5 separate regions of the Mus musculus genome follow, and regions 1, 3, 4 and 5 are each linked to region 2. The links are chromatin contacts, called in public promoter capture Hi-C maps. All regions are on one chromosome and are shown on one strand. The core of a region is the stretch at or near the end of the contact, and the rest is flanking DNA. Distances in the headings are between cores, read along the strand shown. Region 1 holds the start of Dnajc28 (DnaJ heat shock protein family (Hsp40) member C28). Region 2 holds the start of Scaf4 (SR-related CTD-associated factor 4). Region 3 holds the start of Donson (downstream neighbor of SON). Region 4 overlaps Il10rb (interleukin 10 receptor, beta). Region 5 holds the start of Ifnar1 (interferon (alpha and beta) receptor 1).

Evidence for each region. Promoter capture Hi-C pulls out the DNA fragments that hold promoters and counts their contacts.
Region 1: a promoter capture Hi-C map of second pharyngeal arch cranial neural crest shows a contact between it and region 2, with 3 times the contacts expected there. The contact joins the promoter of Dnajc28 here to the promoter of Scaf4 in region 2. A contact is called at or near these places in 5 of 39 promoter capture datasets (hippocampal neurons, liver, pre-B cells and 1 more) and 1 of 115 datasets of contacts at active chromatin or transcription factors (astrocytes).
Region 3: a contact with region 2 is called in a promoter capture Hi-C map of pre-B cells, with 3 times the contacts expected there. The contact joins the promoter of Donson here to the promoter of Scaf4 in region 2. A contact is called at or near these places in 1 of 39 promoter capture datasets (pre-B cells), 1 of 484 Hi-C or Micro-C datasets (embryonic stem cells) and 1 of 9 other capture datasets (adipose tissue).
Region 4: a contact with region 2 is called in a promoter capture Hi-C map of pre-B cells, with 2.9 times the contacts expected there. The contact joins the enhancer-like site here to the promoter of Scaf4 in region 2. A contact is called at or near these places in 6 of 39 promoter capture datasets (the 3T3-L1 cell line, 3T3-L1-derived adipocytes, cranial neural crest and 3 more), 1 of 115 datasets of contacts at active chromatin or transcription factors (embryonic forebrain) and 1 of 9 other capture datasets (embryonic stem cells).
Region 5: a promoter capture Hi-C map of cranial neural crest shows a contact between it and region 2. The contact joins the promoter of Ifnar1 here to the promoter of Scaf4 in region 2. A contact is called at or near these places in 2 of 39 promoter capture datasets (cranial neural crest and pre-B cells).

The regions. Positions count from the first base shown.
Region 1 is chr16:91,617,581-91,620,379 of GRCm38.p6, forward strand. Dnajc28 (DnaJ heat shock protein family (Hsp40) member C28) reads right to left here and starts at 1,419. Exons shown (of 2, transcript NM_138664.2): 1 at 1,178-1,419.
Region 2 is chr16:90,283,074-90,285,773 of GRCm38.p6, forward strand. Scaf4 (SR-related CTD-associated factor 4) reads right to left here and starts at 1,430. Exons shown (of 20, transcript NM_178923.4): 1 at 930-1,430. The coding sequence starts at 959.
Region 3 is chr16:91,687,457-91,690,272 of GRCm38.p6, forward strand. It overlaps Donson (downstream neighbor of SON), which reads right to left and starts at 1,272. Exons shown (of 10, transcript NM_021720.1): 1 at 951-1,272; 2 at 339-419. The coding sequence starts at 1,256. Cryzl1 (crystallin, zeta (quinone reductase)-like 1) reads right to left here. Exons shown (of 13, transcript NM_133679.2): 13 at 1,866-2,459. The coding sequence ends at 2,360. It overlaps Gm10785 (predicted gene 10785), which reads left to right and starts at 1,442. Exons shown (of 6, transcript NR_040389.1): 1 at 1,442-1,824.
Region 4 is chr16:91,412,228-91,415,073 of GRCm38.p6, forward strand. Il10rb (interleukin 10 receptor, beta) reads left to right here. Exons shown (of 7, transcript NM_008349.5): 4 at 2,386-2,552. Among named protein-coding and RNA genes, the nearest start is that of Il10rb, 7.4 kb to the left of the region's middle. Within about 2 kb of position 1,309, at least 55 of the 459 cell types and tissues checked have an H3K27ac peak or open chromatin away from gene starts, as enhancers often do. A contact at or near this core is called in pre-B cells, where this site is marked.
Region 5 is chr16:91,483,807-91,486,616 of GRCm38.p6, forward strand. Ifnar1 (interferon (alpha and beta) receptor 1) reads left to right here and starts at 1,409. Exons shown (of 11, transcript NM_010508.2): 1 at 1,409-1,610. The coding sequence starts at 1,538.

The DNA of each region.
Region 1 (2,799 bases), core at 169-2,668, 1.3 Mb after region 2:
TTCTGGCCCACTCAGGCATTGGACACACATGGTGCACAGCCATAGTGTAGGCAAAACACCATATGTATATAAAAAAGAAAGTCAGTTCTTTGTAACAATGTTGCTAAACAAGAATATATAAGTATCTATGACTTTTCTTGGTGCAGCTAGAAAATGACAGTGATGTTTGGCTATCACATAGTGTGACAGGAACTGAAGTCTACTGCTTGAAGACAGGGTTTCTCTCTGTGTAGCTCTGGTTGTTCTGGACTCACTTTGGAGACCAGGCTGGCTTCAAACATAGAGAGATCCACCTGCCCCTGCCTTCCATGTTCTGGGATTAAAGACATGCATACCTCCGCCCGGATCCAATGCACAGAATTTTAGATCTAGAAAGTTGTTAAAACTCATCTAACCTAATTTTCTCATTTTATAAGAAAACGGGTCCAGAAGGTTAAGCAACTCTTAAGGTTAACCAAAGAACTTACATTACCAGGTACTGCAAATGGTTAGGTTTGGGGCACAGTAAAGCTTAACTGCTTTTTGCTTGTTTGTTTTTGAGATAGGGTCTCTCTACATAGCCCTGGCTGTCCTGGGACTCATTATGTAGACCAGGCTGGACTTGAACTCACAGAGGTCAGCCTGCCTCTGTCTCCTGAGTGCTGGGACTAAAGGAGAGCATCCAAGCCCCACACTTGGCTTAGCTATACTCAGCAAATTACACATTTCCCTGAGCACAATTTGTGTTGTTGTTTTGTTTTGCATACAGTGTAGAATGGTCGTCACCATTTCCAAGTATCTAACTTGCTGCATATCAAACAGGGAACATACAGACCGGTACTCAGTGGGACACCAGATGGGACTGAGAATCAAGAATGCAAGCGACTTTAAGGTCTGCACCTCGCTATTTGCTAGGTGCCAGGGCAAGGAAGGGCGATAAAGGGTGAGAGAGCTTTTGCTGTATTTAAAAACGCATGGTCCTGTGGAAAAAGATACTGAACACTGACGAAAGGCAACGGAGTACTTACTGGAGGATTACTGATCCTTTGAATGTAAGGTGCGTTTTAGAAGTCATGGTAGCCCGATGTCACAATATAGGGGTCAGTGGATTTTAGAGTTGTCTGGGATGCCGGTGGTTATGCTCACCGTGGTGAGGGGTGCCTCAGAAGAGTGTCGGTCCGCTGCACCCCCTACTCACCTTCACAGACGTGATGGGGGTTCAGCGGCTCGAAGCTCAAGCTGCGCCTTTGCGCAGCACGCGTGGCCCGCTCCGTCCCTGTCTCGGCTACTGGACCCTCTGCCGCGCTACACTGCAGAGCCTTTCTTCATACCTTACTACGACAGGTAGTTTCCCTCACCAGGGACAGCGATCTCTTTCTTATAAAACCATCCCCCACGGAACAGAGGACAGACTCCCCTGGACGCTTGTTGTTGTGCCGGGGGCGATAGGCCCCGCCTCTACCCGCTTTCGAGGGCAGGGTTCGGCCGATTTGGATTGTGGGAAATGTAGTTCTCCGGCAGGTGCAGAGTAGAGGCATTAGGGCCTGGAGAGGAGTTATGGCTTGTGATAGATTTGTGACCCCAACGTGTATGTAATTTGAAGAGCACTGACCTCAGTAAATTGTTTTAAATGGAGGAAGATTAGGCCGTTTGCCTCTATGGGACACCTGCACCGTCAGTAGGCTTCTTTAAGCCTAGAAAGATGGTCTTTCCTTCAACCAAGTTTGGATTAAAGGTGTGCGCCACCACTGCCTGGCCCAGCCAAGTTTGTTTGGGTGGATGGCTCTTGTTTTTTGACACTGTCTCCCTTAGCCCAGGCTGGCCTCACACTCGCTATGTAGTAAAGAGGGATTTTGGGTTGCACATCCTCCATGCTTCCGTTTTCCAGGTGCTGGGATTACACAGTAAAATTGCTACTTGTTTATGGAATGTTGGGGATATAAAACCAAGGGCTTATGCATGCAAGGCAAGTTCTGTCAGGGCTCTGCGTATTGTACGATACCTCACCCCATTGAGCACCGCACATAGCCAGGGGTTGGAAAAGAAGGGAAAAATGTGTCTTTGGTTTTATTTTATTCTTTATTATTTTATTTTTATTAATTATTATTATTTGGTTTTTTTGAGACAGGGTTTCTCTGTGTAGCCCTGGCTGTCCTGGAACTCACTCTGTAGACCAGGCTGGCCTTGAACTCAGAAATCCACCTGCTTCTGCCTCCCAAGTGCTGGGATTCCCTGCCTCTTGTCTCTTGAATGGTTAAAGACATGTCACCGCACTCCATCCTAAAGATACAGTTTTAAAAAAATTAGCGGCACACTTTTAATCCCAGCATATAAAGGCAGAGTCAGGTGGATCTCTGTGAGTTTGAGGCCAGTCTAGTCTGAAACTCTGTAGACCAGGCTGGCCTTGAACCCACTTGCCTCTGCCTCCCAAGCGCTGAGATGAAAGGTGCGTGCCACATCTGGCTTTGAAAATCTTATTACACCGGTTATGTTTTGTATGTGTAGTTTCGTGTTTTGTATGCTGTGGTCTCTACTGGTGGAGTTGGTTGTCTGCTTCTGTCGTGTGGATCCTGGTGGTCAAGCTTGAATGAAGGTAGAGTCTTTACAGGTTGGGCTATCTCAATCTTGAATAACTAATGTGTATATAGTAGCCGCTCACACTCAATGTGTCTAAATAGTATTCTGTTGTGACCATCATGAGAGCCAAGCATTGTGGGAGTTTGGCTGTGCTGCCTGAAAAGTGTTAGCCCATCGCCCGGGCTTGCTGACTCAGCACAACCTTCATCTGGGTCCACTGCTCCCACCTGTTGTATGCAAATC
Region 2 (2,700 bases), core at 180-2,679:
CAGATTCCTTCAGTGGTATTTGAAACGGGAAACATACCCCAACTTAATTCACAATAGTTTCCACTCTGTAACTGCGTTTTAAAGCATCAGTGGTCGTCTCCTCCTCCCACATCCATTCAGATAAATAAGATAGTATGGACTTTATGCCCCTAAGCAGCACATGGAACGATCAGAGATACAACTAGAGAGCTTTAAGGCGGCAGGCAGCTTTGTTCCCGGTTTGGGGAGGTTTTCACATGTAAATGTCCCTGAGGAAGGGAGCTGAGGATTAAGTACCCCGAGAGGGCGGTGCGAGGGTGAGCAGGTGGAGACCCAAGCAGCCTTACTAGCGGACTAAATGGGGCGTACACTTTGCTCTCCCATTCAACTTTTTAGGTGTCACGATGTACAGAAAGGGCACGTTCTAGATAGAAAGGCCAAGGGAACTACCGCTCTATGTTCATTTGTGAGCGTGTCAATCCAGGAGGTGGGAGGGCAGACACCCTCTCTAAGTCTCCGCCAACCGGGATCAGAGTCCAGCGGCCGCCGCGCAGCGCCGCGGCCTGAGCAACAGGAGAACCCAGGCGGCTGCTACGCCGGCCCCGGGACTCGCGGGAACTCCCGCCCCTGAGTCGGCCGAGCGCTCCGTTGCAGCCCCTGGCGGGATCCCGGCCCCGTAAAGCCGATAACGGGGCCGGGAGCAGCATAAGGGCCACGTTGAAGAAGCGGGAGTCGGCACAGGCCGGAAGGGGGCGAAGGGGCACTGGCGGGGGAGGGGCGCGGGGTCAGCCCCCGGCGGTGGCCGCGACCTCTCCCCGGCTCCAGGCCCGCTGCCCCGGAACCGGGGCAGGAAGCGTCCCCGCCCGGACTCGGTGCTCGAAAGCCCTCGGGCAGCGAGAGAAGCGGCCCCGGCGTGGCCCGCACCAGCCCTAACCCCAAGCACTCCTCACCTCCTGGTTGAAGGCGTTGACGGCGTCCATGTTCGCGCGCGTTGCGGCGGCGGCTGCGGCTGCTCCGGGCCCGCCGGTCACCTAGACCTGGAGCGGCGGCTGAGTAGGGCCGGGTGCCGGCAGGGCCCTTGGGCGTGGAGGGGGAGGAGGACGGGAGGCGACGAGCGGCGGAGGCCGAGCAGGAAGGGGCTGCGGCCGAGGCGGCGAGGCTGGGCCGGTCGAGCGCAGGCAGAGGCGGCGGGCCCCTGCTCAGTCCCGTGCGCCGGAGGAGGGATGGGAGGCGGCGGCAGCGCGGGGCTCCAACATGTCCGTTTGGCGGCGGCGGCTGCGCTCTGCGTCGCGCTGACACGGCCCCCCGCGCCCTCCCTCACGCACTGGCCCACACTGGCCCGGCCGGCGAGCGGGCGGGCCTCTCTGTCTCTCTCCTCTCTTTCGCCAGCAGGATGGCGGCAGCGACCCGAGTGCACGCCGCGCGAAGCACCCTGGGACAGCTCGGGCCTCCAAGCGCTTCCTGAGCCCGGCTCCGCCCCGCTCGTGCTTGGCTCCGCCCACGCCCCGCCCCTCCGCGCCCCACCGGCGCCGAGCCGCTAGCGTGTGACCGCGCGTTGTCGCGCGCTTTCCCGCCGGTTGCGGCTGCGGAGAGTTCCCGTCTTCTGGGCTCAGGATCCGGACGACGGCTCCCGGGGTGCATTGTGTCCGGGCAGGACTGCGCCCTGCTGCTGCGACAAACAAAGCGCGGAGGGTGAGCGTCTGCAGTCTCCAAGTCCCCTGCTTCGACTTGCGTGCGGACCTGGTGGACGCCCTGAGCAACTTCCGAGGACTGGGCTCCTGAACCCCTAACGCTAATCTCCCCAAACCCCGTTGGGTCGCTCTCGGCAGAAGTGTGTTCTGATTCACTTGAGTTCTCACCGCCTGCCGCGCGCTGCGACCGCTGTCTGTTGGGTGTGTGAAAAATGAAAGTTTTTCTGTAGAAACCTCACTTTTGTGGAGCATGAGTATAAAAGCTAGAAGGCCTGACTCGTACTGGAAGTTGGGGACTACTTCCCGTAGAAAAGGGCGAGCATCCTAAAAGAATTCGAGAAAGGAGGGGCCCTCTGGACCTTGCGCGCTGTGCTATCACCTCTCCTTGGAGGACAACCGGCTGGTACTTAGGGAAAGCAACTGGCCCTACCGAGACCAGATCCTAGCAGAGTTAGGATTTTGTTCTTAAGGGGGCATCATGCAGGTTGACATCCTGCAAAGTATGCATGCGGAAGAAAGTGGGGCCAGGAACAGCATGGCTTCGGGCCCTGGAGATGATGAGGCTGAAGGTATCAGGCACTGGAGGAAAGACAGAATGGTGTTCCGGAGGGAAGATGCACACTGCTTCTTGAAGGACATGAGTGCTGGGTTTGCGTCAACTTGGTAATAATTTAAGGAAGGAATGAGTTTGAGGGCGTAATGGCTAATCTTTGTCAATGCCTATGAACAGTGTCCTCATTTAAGTCAGCCTAGTTCAGTTAACCACCATGCCCAAGTTTATCTGGCTAGACGGTTATCTTTTCGGGCTCTAGCCATCTGAGCTGTCCCTGGGATAGTTAACTGAGGGCTTTTGCGATATGGGTAAAGTCCAGGAAAATGGCTGAGAGGAGGTAGATACCTGGGATTCAATACTGCACAGCTAACAGGAGCTGAAAAGTCAGACAGACAAGGAGCAGAGGTGTTTAAGAACAAGGTGTTTGGCCCAGCATGGTGGCACACGCCTTTAATCCCAGTACTGGGGAGGCAGAGG
Region 3 (2,816 bases), core at 22-2,521, 1.4 Mb after region 2:
TGTAATTCATGGAATTCCTGGGGATCCAGCCCTGAGGTCTTTGAACATTAGGCAAGCATTTTACAAACTGAGGTTCAGTCCCAGACTTTGAATTCATTCCTGGAACTCATTTTTTCAAGAGAAAAGCTTTTGAGAAGTATGTTTATTAGAATATACATTATATTCAGCCCTTTGAAAGTATTTCCTAGAGTGAGCCATTGAGATGGCTCAGAAGGTAGAGGCACTTGCTTCTGGCCTGCCTGACAACCTGAGTCCAATCCTTCTACTCACACAGTGGAGGGACTGGCCTCTACACACACAATTGTGGCACAAACTAGAAATGTAATTTTTAAAAGTACCTGGGACAGTTCCGTGCCAGTTCTTTCATGAGATGATGTGTCCTCCCACAGCAAGTTATTTTCTTCATTAGAATCTAGAAGCTGAGGTTAAGAAAAGAGTGGTCCTTTTAAAACCTAAGCGATGAGGGAATGTGAACTATGTAAGGGCTCACCTGGCACACCAGGTTCTCAGGAGAGTGAGTGGGAGCTCACATCCATACAGTACCATGTTTCATTGCAGATTTGTGCCTGAACTTATCTAAACGGGAGGAAAGGCCAGACTTTGACGCATTTAATAACTGATACAAAAATCTTAGACCAAAAGTTCCAAAAAAGCTTTATGAGTAAAACCAACATTTGTAAATTCTGACCCGATTTATCTTCAACAGTCCACAGTAATTTCAAGTGCCTGAGAAAAAGGTCTTGAAAGGATGGTGAGAAGGCAGATTCTGTGGCTTTCCATCACAGTTCGGAGGACTATTCGAGCCACCTTCCTGGGTATCCATCCCTAAGTCCTTCTTACAGGAGAGGGCAGCCACCCCCTCCCCCGCCCCAGCTCAGGACATCAGCCTGCGGCGGCTGTTCGCGCCCATTCCCACCCCTGACGCCCGGCTGCGGGACGCGGAGACTCACCGGGCCCGACGCCCCCTGAGGACCGCGGAGCGGCTCTTCGCTGGCCTCGTCCGAGACTCGCGGCCGGTTGTCCAGGCGAGCGAAAGGGTTCCTGCGGGCGATGGTCGCGGCGGCGCCTCCTCTGCCGCCGGCGGTCGGGAAGGGGCGCAAGGGCAGCCCAGCCGCCAGCGCGGCGCGGCGGGGCGCGGGCTCCGGCAGTGAGGCGGGCACGGCGGCACCATGGTCCCGAGACCTTTTCCGGCGGAGCCGCACGGTCTCAGGCGGCCTCTTGAAGCTAGGCGAGTAGCCGGGCACCGAGACAGCCATTGCGCAGCACCGAGGCAGCTCCGCAGCCCTGCCGGGGCTTCCCGCGCGCCCCGGCCCCGCCCAGACCCCGCGCTGCTCACGGACTGGAGGCTCCTGAGGCCCCGCCCCGCCACGGGCCCGCCCCGACGGAGCATGCGTGCCAGGCCGTGCCGCCCCGCCCAACAGATTTCCCGGTGGCCGCTTCCGGCCGGGCGCGCGCAGCTCGCGGCTCTCCTGCTGCGAGGTCGGCGTCGCTGAGAACGCGACGGCGGCGCGCGGCACCCGGTAGGGCTCGGAAAAGGGATTAACAGTACCAACTCGGCAGCGGGCGTAGTGTCAGCCCCGGGTACGGAGCATGAATGCACAGCAAACAACACATTGATTGGTGGTGATGGGCAGTTACTTCTCTCCGTGAGAAGCCGCAATATCATTCTGAGAGAGACGGTGATGGGCCGAGCTCAACACAGTACCCACGAGGGGGAAATGTCCGCCAGCTTCAGGCTAGCCGCAGGCCAACTCTTCCACCCTTGTCCCCAGTGCCCGACCACCGCAGCCCTCTATGCAAATGCCGTCACTACTACAGGACCAGGTACTATGATTCCGTATGATCTCGGAGAAATTCAGAGTGAATGAATATTTAAAAACATTTTAAATGCCAGTGGATTAGATACTTTGAAGTCGGAAAGTACAAATGCTAAAATAATGGCATCAACGGTTTGTTAAGGAAGGTGTTGAGAATGAAGTTGATAACAAAATCAAATGACGTTTGGTATAGCAAAAGCATGTGACAGATGTATTTGCTAGAATAGTGTAGCTTTTGCTGAAAGCAGTTTTCTTAATGGAAAGAATTTTATAGCAGAGGCAAAGTGTACAGATACAATAACTAAAAGAAGCTTTTGGAATGTCCCCTTCAGATGGTAAAAAAATTATCTGGATTGTTTGCACATTAATTTTGGAAGTATTTTTCAAATATGTCAAATAACCAAACATCTTACTGTGGCAGGAAAACAGGCTTAAAAATATAAAATCTTGCTTTATCGTCCTTGGTTTTTCTCAACAATTTCCAAAGAAAACTGGCTTCCCCCACTGGTGTGGGTGCATCCGACTGAGATCAGGGAAGAGAATTAAAATTGAACGACTTGCTTTTTTCTTTCTTGATTTTTCTGAACAACTTCCATGGAAACCTTTGCCTCATACAGTGGGATGGGCTCATCGAGCAGAGGCCTGAGGAGGGAAATGATTCGAGATGTCAGGCACAGGCACAGAGGAGCACAGCACGCAGGATGCAGTAGACCACACATTTGCTTATTTTCCTTTATCTAACACAAGCAGCTCGAGCCTTTAATCCCAGCACTGGCGAGGCAGAGGCAGGTGAACCTCTGCAAGTTGCTGGTCAGCCAGCCTGAGCTAGATAGCTATCTTAAAAAGAAAAATCCAAACAGAAATTACAAATGCATTCATTAATATTTCTGTGGCTTAAAGAAGTAGTAATTTCCCCCCTTTTCTTTCTTTTTTAAAACTGGGTTTGTCTTGTTAGCTAGCCCAGTATGGCCTCAGACTCATGACTCTTAGCCTTCCAAG
Region 4 (2,846 bases), core at 59-2,558, 1.1 Mb after region 2:
GAATAAAATAAATGAATATAAACTTGGTGGCTTCGCTACTCACAAATATGGCAAATTAAGGCCAGTGCTGTTAATGAGGGAATGGAAAACTCTAGAAGAAAGTCAGTGTGAGACTATGAATTAAGCCAAGAGATAGGGGCCTGGAAAATGGCTCAGCGCTTAAGAGAACTGGCTGCTCTTCCAGAGGACTTGGGTTCAATTCCCAGCACCCACAAGTCTACTCACAACAGTGTATAATTCCAGTCCCATGGGATTTGGCACCGGTTCTGGCCGCTTTGAGCACCTGGTACACAGAGCATACATACAGGCAAAGCACCATACACCTAAACTAAAAATAAAATGCAAAATAAGTTTTAAAATATGGGAGAAGTGGAGAGAGGTAGATGCAGAGAGAGAAAGCCCAGTGCAGAGAGACCACTGTCCTGGAGAAGGGTGGAAGAAATACACTCACTGATGGTAGACTCTGCTGAGGCTGGCTGGTAAGCTTTGGAAAGAAGATACCCTGGTTAGAAGTGGAGGCTAGGGGGACCCAGAGGTCCTGAGATGCACATGTTTAAAGTATCAGGAATTGAAAACCAGTTAAGCTGCCATCAAGCATCTGGGAGAATTAGAGGTTACAAAAACATCAGGGACAAAGCTCAAATAAGGCCCTCCCAGGGGCATCAGAGGGAATACCCGGGTCTGGGGGCCAGGGCTTATACAGGTCCTTACAGGTGGGTTCTGTAGCTTCCACAGAGAGATGCTCACTCAGACAGAATGAGGCGAAAGTCCCTTGTTCTCTTTCCAGTTCTGTCTTAGGACAAGCACCAAACTTAGAATTCTGCACCTGGAAATGGCCAGTTAGTCTTCTTCGCTAAATGTTCCTTTCTGAAAACAAGGGAAGGAAATGACCGTTGCAAAAAGACAGTTCACTGAGAGTCAGGCTCTAAAACTAAACCGGTCTTCAGTGGTTACCAAGGGTTCCTGCAAACCCATCTCGAGCAGAAGATACCATAAATCAAGAGTGCATTTGGCACGCCTAGCCTGCCATGCCACACCCTCCTGATCCCATGACTGATGGGGAGGTAACAGACTACAGCCATTTCCTTGAACTGAGGGGATATAGCAATTCAAAGGTCAAAGGTCAAAGGTCAGTCTCTGTTTCCTGCCAGTATCTTTCACACAACCATTATAAGTTGGGGACCGTTTGATAGATAAGTTTCCACTGTAGTAATTTCTTATTGGGCCTGGCTGGTTCTAAGTCTTACATTATGTCCCAGGGAAGCCAGTTCTCTGTAGACTCAGATCAAAGAGCATGACTCAAGGTTACACGTGTAAAAGTGAGAGAGCAGAGACGCTGACACAGGCCCCTGTGGCTTAGCAAGAGGCCCCCCTCAGGAGTGGCGATGGTCAGAGAGGAGAACACAGGCCAATCTTCCTCAGAGTCTTTTGTTATTCCTTCTGTGGTTATTTTTGAGCACCTACTGTGTGCGAGGCATGTTCTTAGCACTGAAGCTACAACAACAAACAAAAACAAAGTCTTGCCCTCATCGAGTGCTCTAGACTCATAGGAAGACTGGCAGCAACCCAAGAGGCAGATATTTGACGGTACAGAGTGAATGCGGCTCTCAAAGTGGAAAAATCAACAGGAAAGAGGAATATATTCTTACCAGAGAGCCACAGTATACAGGCTCCCCAGAGTGACGTTTGAATGGATGGAGATGGAGAAGGGGTGAAGGGCCTAGCTACATAAGCAAAAGAAAAGTTGTAAACTATATATAGTTCTAGATGATAAATATTTATGAGTAATCCCTACAGTTACAGAAATATCATTTGTAGCTTTAAGGCTAGAAAATGAAAAAGAATCCAAGCCAGTAGAAGGCATAAAACAAAGAGAAAGAGAAGAATTTAATAAAATAAGAAATGTAAAAACATATTGTGTGTGTGTGTGTGTGTGTGTGTGTGTGTGTGTGATTGTGTGTGAAGCATGGTGATGGTGACATGCCTTTATGTCATGTCTGTAACAACAGTGTTGTCAAGACTTAGGCAGGAAGATCGAAAGTTTGAGGCTAACCTAGGCTACGTACTGGGATGACCCCTCCCTAAAAATGCCATTTTTACAAACAATATAAAACAATAGGATTGGAATAATCCTAAATTTATTAGATATTACTGTGAACATAAATGGATTTAATTCAATTATTACAGACAAAGGATTTTGGATCTTTTGAAACAAGCAAAAAAAAAAAAAATCCATCCATCCTCCTGAGGCACTGTAGATGGTGTATCAAGAGCCAGCGTTATCCTTCAGTAGATAGTTGCACATATATATGAGGAATTCGTGTTCGAGTGAAGTGTTTAAAATGTGGTTTTTTGATTGTCATTCTGGTGTGTTCTTATACTCAGCCATCATTGGACCTCCTGAGATGCAGATAGAATCCCTTGCTGAGTCTTTACACCTGCGTTTCTCAGCCCCACAAATTGAGAATGAGCCTGAGACGTGGACCTTGAAGAACATTTATGACTCATGGGCTTACAGAGTGCAATACTGGAAAAATGGGACTAATGAGAAGGTAAGGCCGCCTCTCGAGTGCATCTGACATGAGTATTGTGCTCTCCGCTCAGTTTGGTAAGCTGTGATGAGAGAGAGGAATGGGCACCCAGGGACCACGCGGGGAAGGCTCAGTGGGTAAAGTCTTTGCTGTGCAAACATGAGGGACAGAATTTGGATTCCCCAACACCCAAGTTTAAAGCCAGGGATGCGCAGCGGTAGTCACAGTGCTGAGAGATGGGGACAGGAGAATCCTGGGATCTCACTGGTCTGCTGTTTTAGTCCTTTGGGGAGATCCAGATTCCGGGAGAGACTC
Region 5 (2,810 bases), core at 159-2,658, 1.2 Mb after region 2:
CTATCTGTGCATCACACAGGCTACAGGATGGGCAAAAAGCCTGTCCAGCTATACCTCAGACAAGGCTCTGATATCTCAAATTCATAAAGAACTTCAGAAAATAAGGAAATGAATCTACCAGGAACAAATGGCCCAATAAATCGAACACAGTTTTCAAACGCTGAAATATGCACCCAGTAACTATCTTTAAAGAACTTAATGTCCTGAGCCACCAGCAAAATGCACACTGACACTGCTTTGCCATTCTACCCCACCCTAGTCAGAATGGCTGACAAGAAATCTGACGAATGATGGTGAGGAAGCAGAGAGGAACTCTTTTTTTTTTTTTTGAGACAGGGTTTGTGTGTGGAGCCTTGGCTGTCCTGGAACTCACTCTCTAGTCCAGGCTGGCCTCGAACTCAGAAACCGCCTGCCTCTGCCTCCCAAGTGCTGGGATTAAAGGCATGTGCCACCACGCCCGGCATAACAAATAAGTTTCTTACTTTTTTTTTTTTTTTTTTCTTTTTTTGGTTTTTCGTGACAGGGTTTCTCTGTATAGGCCTGGCTGTCCTGGAGCTCACTTTGTAGACCAGGCTGGCCTCGAACTCAGAAATCCGCCTGCCTCCGCCTCCCGAGTGCTGGGATTAAAGGCGTGCGCCACCACGCCCGGCCCAACAAATAAGTTTCTTTATAAGATAGTAATCAGACAGAGACGGAGTTAAGGGGGTAGAGAGAGGGCTCAGTGGTTTAAGGGCACGTGCAGAGGACTGGCGTACAAACATGGTAGCTCGGAAGATCAGTAACTTTAATACCAGGGTATCTGCGCTCTACTGGCCTCCATGGGTACCAGGCACGCATATATGTACGGTGCACATATATGCATGCATGCATGCATGCAAAACACTCATACACATAAAACCAGCCTAAAACCACATTATTAGACAAAAGATCCAAACGCTGCATAATTCAAAACCCAAAGATTGAGCGAGTCACAACAGCAAACCATCCCACAAAATCAGGGAATCAAGTATAAAGATCTTGTGCAGTTGAGATAAAAGTGTTGCCGGCGCCTTCCAGGTCCCAGAGTCATTTGATCCACGGCCTCCAGGGATCCCCACACCAGGATTCGAGCCAGTGGACTAGTAACCCCCGGGGCAACGCCTCCGAACCCCCTCCGGACAAAAACAGGAAGCTGAGCCCGGAAGGAGGAGGGGCTGCGCAGGCGCACTGACTGCACCCCGCTTTCCTCTCAGGAGTCTAAGGACAATGCTGGGCAGTCTTTCCGGAAGTGGGGGCGGAGCGTGGCAGGGACCTCAAAGTCCCCAGGCCTTGACTGGACCGCGCCCGGTACTTTCCGAGCCGCTTGCTCGCGGAGAGAGCGTGGCGTCAGCGGAGAAGCTGTGCTGGGTGGAGGGGCGGGGGCGTTCACGGAAGGGGCGGGGCGCTGGAGGGGGCGGGGCGTCGCGGAGGGCCTAGCTGCCCAGAGGTAGTCTCCAGCTCCGCGGTGCTGCTGAGGAGAAGGAGGAGAATGTGAGCCGCCGCCCGGCCTCCCAAGACGATGCTCGCTGTCGTGGGCGCGGCGGCCCTGGTGCTGGTGGCCGGGGCGCCTTGGGTGCTACCCTCAGCTGCAGGTGAGCCGAGGGGCCTGTGCGAGGGCCGGGCACCATGGAGGGAGAGCTGGGCGCGGGTGACCAGAGTCCGCGACGCCCGCCCCCTGCGCCGCTCTTCAGCCTGAGGACGCTACCCGGGCCGAGCCTCAGGGCTGCTGGTGGGCGGGAGACCAGACAGCAGCAGAAATGCGCTCCCAGCCTAGTGCGGTTTGTCCCGGGCTGAGAGGAGTGAGGTGAGAGGCCCCCTAACCGGCCCGAAGTCAAAACCAGGAAACCACTGGGCTAGTTACATCGGGAGAATGCCCACTAAGGGGAGAGACAAGAGTTTTCATAGTGATGTGAGGAACCTAAAAAAGACGACCTAGCCTCACTCCTGGAGGAAAGTTCTGATTCCTCTTAGAAATCTGTATATCTGGGAAGTAAGTGATTGCCCCAAGTCTCACCCCGAAGATGGCCCATTTCTGGCTAGACGTGCATGATGTACATGCAGGCAAAGTGGTCACACATATACAGTAAATCGGAAAAAGACTATTATGAACAGAATACTGTAACTGCTACAAATGCTCTTGGGTCTTTTGTTAATCTCATGAGCACATTTGCTGCTCTTTCTGCACAGAATCAGTAAATCCCAACAGTTGGACTGGAGATCAAGCTAAGAGGATACGGATAACAGGATAGAGTCAGTTTAGGGATGACATCAAAGACTCCGTTGGTGGTACTGGAAGTGTGGCTCAGTGGTAGTGTGCACTTAGCATAGACAGCACTGAGAAACTGACAACTCAGAGTGGGGAGACTTGATGGATAGCTCCTGGTGGCTGAAAAGAAAGAAATTCAGACATCTCAGATGCATCCTCTTACATAGGATGTAACTAGAGGCAGTTCTGTAACCCTCTGGAGTAGAAGCTTGACAGGCGACATGACATGATAGTCTGAGGCAGAAGTTTTCAAAACAGGAGATAACAGTGGAGCCAGACATAGCGTTAAAGGACACTTTTTAAAGTTAAAGCCTCGTTCGGGCTGGAGAGGCGGCTCACAGGTAAGAGCACTTATTGCTCTTGCAGAGGGACCTGGATTGGTTCCCAGCACACAGTTGGTGACTTGCAACCTTCCCTAAATCCTGCTTTGTTCCAGGGGATTGGAATACACTTTTCTGACTTCCTTGGCTATGGGGCACATGTGGTGCACACACAAATGTGCAGGCAGAACACGTATACACATACA